Linked DNA regions of Mus musculus: region 2 is linked to region 1. Evidence: chromatin contacts called from public HiChIP or PLAC-seq data. All regions are on one chromosome and are shown on one strand. The core of a region is the stretch at or near the end of the contact, and the rest is flanking DNA. Distances in the headings are between cores, read along the strand shown. Region 1 has its middle 240 kb from the start of Gm34499. Region 2 has its middle 56 kb from the start of Gm34499.

Region 1 (2,700 bases), core at 70-2,569:
TTTCTTCTAACCATCACAGGGAGGGAAAGTAATCTTTCTGCTTAATCCCATGGTGTGGGGTGACACTCTTATAAGGCAGCAAGCCTCTCTACCATGGTGTAACAGCAGGCCTCATACTCCACACCCCATCTCCATAGGAACCAGGACTTTCCCAGACCAGGGTTGCAGTTTGGGTCCTGAATATTACGACTGGGGAGGGAGTAGAAGAAACTTCCATACTGGTGCCCTGAGGTAGAGAAATCAGAGTATGATTCTACTCCATCGGATCTCAGACAGGACAGAGTTTTCAAAGCAGCACCCAGGAATGCTGCCAATAAAGTCAAAGGGCCACCTGCACAATGGCCCAGAGGAGACAAGTCAGAGTTAGAGTCTGGGTGGAACTGAAGGATGGAAGGTCAGGAGTGATAGAGGAAACTTTTGAACCACTGCAAGAATGAGGTGCAGCACGGAGCCTGTCCTTCATGAATTGGCCACTGACTAATCAAAAGCAACTTGTAAGTGTGGCAAAATGATTAAAATACACTGCTGGGTAGATCCAGTGTACAGCCCACCTGATTGCCTGTGTGGAAAGGAACTTCACAAATGCGTTTGCTTTCTCAGTGCGTTCTGCATTCTAGGAAAGTGCTCTACTGCTGAGCTACAGCCTCAGTCCTCCAAAAGACCTATGAATAAGAGACACATCTAGCTCTACATCTTTAGTTGCCCACCAGTACTGAGCTAGAATCGATGGGAAATGAATGTATGTACGCTACTTTCCCTCCCCACATTTGCTATTTTGCATATTTTGTAACAGTTTGGCCAAGCGGCTCAGACAGCGGCAGCAAGTGGATTTGGCTTCTCTCTGTGGCTGGGTGAAGAACGAGTAAGACAATGGCTGCTGGAAGTTCACAACCAACCCAGGGACAAACCTGGGCCTGTTCCTGATCATCAAAAGCCTAAGAGTCCTTGCTTCACACTCCCTCTGACTCTTCATCTTCATGGGGCAGGGGCCTCGTGTTCTGCTTTACAGTGTGGTTGCTCTCGGCTCCCAGCCTGGGTAGGGCAGTGGTATTTGGTTAGTGTGGACTTTGTTCTAAACTCTTCTGGCTTTGTTTGTGTTGTGGAAACTCTGGCTCGTACTCTGCTTTGATTATTTCACATCCATGAGTTATATCCAGAAATCCAGGGTGCAGGCTCATGGAAAAAAATACCTAAATTGATGACTAATTTGACATCAGAAGTTTTTCAACCAGAAAAAAGTAGTGTACTACAGAGTAAGCGGGGCCACTCCACCCCTGGCCTCCTGCCCTCTGCTTGGAGTGAGACTTTCAAGTGTTCCATTGAGAGAGGCTGGGGAGTCACGGAGAGGAGGCCCAGCTATGGGCCCACACAGCAGACAGCCCTGGGCAGGGCACAGTGCTCACTCAAATTTACTGGGCACCACTTACCAAAGCTATTATGAAATACAGTCATAAGCTAGGCTCCGTGACACGTGCCTGTAAGACAGAGACAGGAGGATCACTGCAAGTTTGAGGGCAGCCTGGTCTATCAGTGAATTAAGGACCAGCCTGGGCTTTGTAGTGAGACTGGCTCAAAAGACCAAAGGGGTCTGGGTGGGGGTGGGGTGGAGGAAGAGAGAGGAAGAAGAATAAAAGGAGAAATGTTTGTTATTTGAAAATGATGGTTTAGGAGTGTGTGTGTGTGTGTGTGTGTGTGTGTCTGTGAGTATGTGTGTGTGTGTATGCGTGTAGTGTGTATGTGTGTGTGTGCATGTGTGTGTGTGTGTGAGTGTATATGTGTGTGTGTGTTTATATATGCATGCGCACTTTTGTATATATGAAGGTGGACAGGTGAGGACACCCTTGGGTGCCAGTGCTTACATCCCAACTTGTTTCAGACAGGATCTCCTGTTGGTTTTCTCTCTTCGTGCCAGGCTAGCTGGCCTGCAAGCTTCCATCTCTGCTTCTCATCCCGTCTCCCCATAGGACTGCGGAGTGTGCCACGGCGCCTACGTTTTGTGAGTGCTGAAAACTTGAACCAGGTCGTCACAGCACATGGCAAGCACCGCATCCACTGCGTGCTCTCTGAAGACCTTTTTCTTTTTTTTTTTTTTTAATTGTCCACATTTTTATTTTTACACCATAAGGAATAATTTCCATCTCACTCTCCCTATTGCTTTGCCAGGACACAGAGAAATGTCTGTGCTCAAAATGAAAGGCTCTTGTCTTCTTGGCTGAATATCAAGATTTTCCCAGATTGTCAACTCCTTAAGAGAGGAAAAGCATAAAAGCCAGCTGCAGAAGGGCAGAAGTGAGCTAACACGATCCAGGTGTTTCTAGTTTTCTCCCCAAAGACAGGAGCGTGTGCGCATGCCCTGTCGATCCTATCTGTGGGGCGCTGCCTGATAGCATCAGCCTGGCGATCATAGTTTCGATAGCAGCTGGCGAGTGGATCCCCAGTGTGTGGCAGCTGTAGCTCTCGGGTCGACACTGGTTGTGCAGGAGCATTCTGAAAGTTCATGACCTTGCATTTATCCTCCTTCCAGCTTGATCCATGCATATAAAAAGGATTTTAAAGTAGTAAACTTGTAAAGACATCTTGGGGTGGCCGTGCAGAGGAAAGGGTCTTCAGTCGCAATTCCACCACTGCCAGCCACGGGTCTACGGCAGTCTTCAACTGTCTGATCCACACAAATAAACCATGCTTCCCTTAATGCGCTAA
Region 2 (2,830 bases), core at 256-2,755, 290 kb after region 1:
TAGGACGACTGACAGGAATTCAAACCCAGCCTGAGCTACATAAGTGCAAGGCCAGCCTACACTACAGATTGAGTTTTAGCCCAACCTAGGCTACATTATAAGTTCCAGTCCAGCCTAGTCTGCACAGTAAGCTTCAGGCCAGCCTAGGCTTCATAATGAGTTCTAGGCCAGCCTAGGCTACATAGTGAATTCCAGTCCAGCCTAGGCTACATAGTGAATTCTAGTCCAGCCTAGGCTACATAGTGAATTCCAGTCCAGCCTAGTCTGCACAGTAAGCTTCAGGCCAGCCTAAGCTTCATAATGAGTTCTAGGCCAGCCTAGGCTACATAGTGAATTCCAGTCCAGCCTAGGCTACATAGTGAATTCTAGTCCAGCCTAGGCTACATAGTGAATTCCAGTCCAGCCTAGTCTGCACAGTAAGCTTCAGGCCAGCCTAGGCTTCATAATGAGTTCTAGGCCAGCCTAGGTTTCATGATAAGTTCTAGTCCAACCTAGGCTACATAGTGAGTTCCAGTCCAGCCTAGGCTACATAGTGAGTTCCAGGGCAGCCTAGGCTACAAAATGAGACTTGGTTTCAAAAATCCAAAGTATAAACAATAAATTAAAAAAATAAATTGGAGATGGGTGACAGCAATTGATATCTATATTTTAATAGAAGCTTCAGCCAGATGATATAAAAATAACCTAATTGCAATGAGAAAATGAAACATTTTACAGGGAGGAGAATGAGTTGTCTAGAAAGACTCACTGCCTAGGAGTCATAGGTGGGAGTCACATATCAGATACCCTGCATATCAATATTTATATTATAATTCATAACAGTAGCAAAATTAACAGCTATGAAGTAGCAGCAACAATGTTATGGTTGAGGTAAGGAGCTGTAAAGGGTTGCAGCACCTGGAAGGTTGACAGCCACTGAGAGTCTAAGGGAATGTCCTAAGCAGAGAGTGTGTAAGTAGACTGAAGGCTGTATCTAATTTTGGCAAAGCCTGACACTCCACCCTCCTTCCAACCCTAAACCTCCAGATTGATTTCAGGCCCTCCACTCAGGAAGGCTGGAAACTGGCATGGCAGCTGTCAGTGGGAAATTATTACTTAAACTGTAGGTGACTCCCAAGCCGTCTTTCTTCTTCTAAGATTTGGAGAATAATTATGATCCCCTTTCAGATGCTTAGCTCAAAAGGTAACAATCTCTGTACACAAGCACTCATAACATGCAACACTCACGGTATCTTGTGTTTACCTCTTTGTGGCTTTGACATTGGCAAGAACCGAAACTCTCGGTGTTCCATAGCGTTCTCTCTGTGGCCAAGCCCACCCAGACCAAAACAGTGACCCTTCACACCCAGCTTCTCTCTGGGCTCCTTGTGGAACATGGACAGATTTCTCTCTCTGCTGCAGAAGGTATAGCTTTGTAGAACATTGGTCTGATATATGTGTCTCCTGATTTCCCTGAGGGCAGGCCCTGGTCTTAAGAGAGCTTCTATCTCCAGGGCCTGTCACTGTACCTAGCATTCGGTATGTGCTGAGTAAATGTTTGCTGAATGAATGGAAAGTTGCACAATCTTCTGTTAATTCATGAACAGGCAATCAGGAAATTCCATCTTGAAGTATTCTTTCATCATAGACTGTAAAATATTGTTTAAATAAAGGATGTGGTTTATCCATGTTTAAGTTTTAGGTCAATTTTCTATGGAGTTAGTAAAATCTCATTCCAATACAAATTATTTAATCCCCTGGTGCCTTGGGTTTTCTGCCTATAAAATGAGAATGGAAGTTCTGATTTCCTTGGTTCTGCAAAGAGGGTTGCAAAGCTCAGAGTCCTTCTTACCCAAGCAGCACTCCTTGGGTCAATGCTCAACTTCCTGTCTCATTCCCAAGCTGGTTAGGAGGCTGCGATTGGACTTTAGCACTCAGAGTCTGCTGATTGTTGCTCCCAGAACAAAGGCTGAACGATGAGTCTTACTAATCATGCCACTCATTGCCTAAGAAGTGATTTTCCTCAAGGTCTCTGTCCCTCGGCGCTGAACAAAGTTGTGAGTTGTGGCCTTAGGGCAGACCTGGGCCAGCTGCAGCAATGGTGGTTACTGCTATATTTGAGGTCTCACTGGACATGTGTTATTTGTTCAAGCTAATCTTCTTTCTTGTTTAATTTTGCTTCTCAGTTAATTGAACAGTCTCTTGCTAGAAAAATTTGTCAGTGGCCTGAGAGATTAGTTGAACCAAAGGTTGTCTTTCCGGCGGTAGTCTAAGTCATAAAATCTACCAATGACCATCGGTCACTGTTCCACTTCCTACATAGTGGCCACCACAGATTGAGCACTGATTCTGCCACAGGCTTTGCAAGTGCATTGCTGTTATTGCTTTGTCATGTATCCATGGGGGTGTTGTAACTATCATCACTTTCCATGAAGAAGAGTAGGCTCGGAGACATTTCCCAACCTCTCAGTCTCACACGGCCCTGATCACTCAGAGACAGGACAGATAGTCAGATACTGCTGACTGCAGCTCAGCTTACTTACCATAACTCAAAACTTCCCTAAACATTCATAGATTTGCTCATGTGTGCTTTCTCTCGCCCCCTCCTCTTTCTCCTATCCTATACTCCAGAGATTTCTAATATGCTTTGGTCAAAAGGCTGTCACCCTCAATAAACTATATTCTTACATTCCTTCCTCAAAGGACATACATATGGGTTTTCTTGTCAATGCAAATAATTTGGGGGCAAACTCAAAACTGAAATGGAAGCAAGAATAAGCACATTCATCTTTGTGATTTCTTGTGAAATCTACTGTCCTGTTTTCCCTCCAGTGGTTCTATTGAATGGTTT

What was found. HiChIP or PLAC-seq counts read pairs in DNA pulled down with a chosen protein or histone mark.
Region 2: a FOXA1 HiChIP or PLAC-seq map of pancreatic cancer cells shows a contact between it and region 1. The contact joins two enhancer-like sites. A contact is called at or near these places in 2 of 484 Hi-C or Micro-C datasets (the AML12 cell line and liver) and 1 of 115 datasets of contacts at active chromatin or transcription factors (pancreatic cancer cells).

Annotation. Positions count from the first base shown.
Region 1 is chr14:45,982,337-45,985,036 of GRCm38.p6, forward strand. No RefSeq gene overlaps it. Among named protein-coding and RNA genes, the nearest start is that of Gm34499, 240 kb to the right of the region's middle. Within about 2 kb of position 1,320, at least 21 of the 459 cell types and tissues checked have an H3K27ac peak or open chromatin away from gene starts, as enhancers often do. A contact at or near this core is called in liver and pancreatic cancer cells, where this site is marked.
Region 2 is chr14:46,276,111-46,278,940 of GRCm38.p6, forward strand. No RefSeq gene overlaps it. Among named protein-coding and RNA genes, the nearest start is that of Gm34499, 56 kb to the left of the region's middle. Within about 2 kb of position 1,506, at least 19 of the 459 cell types and tissues checked have an H3K27ac peak or open chromatin away from gene starts, as enhancers often do. A contact at or near this core is called in liver and pancreatic cancer cells, where this site is marked.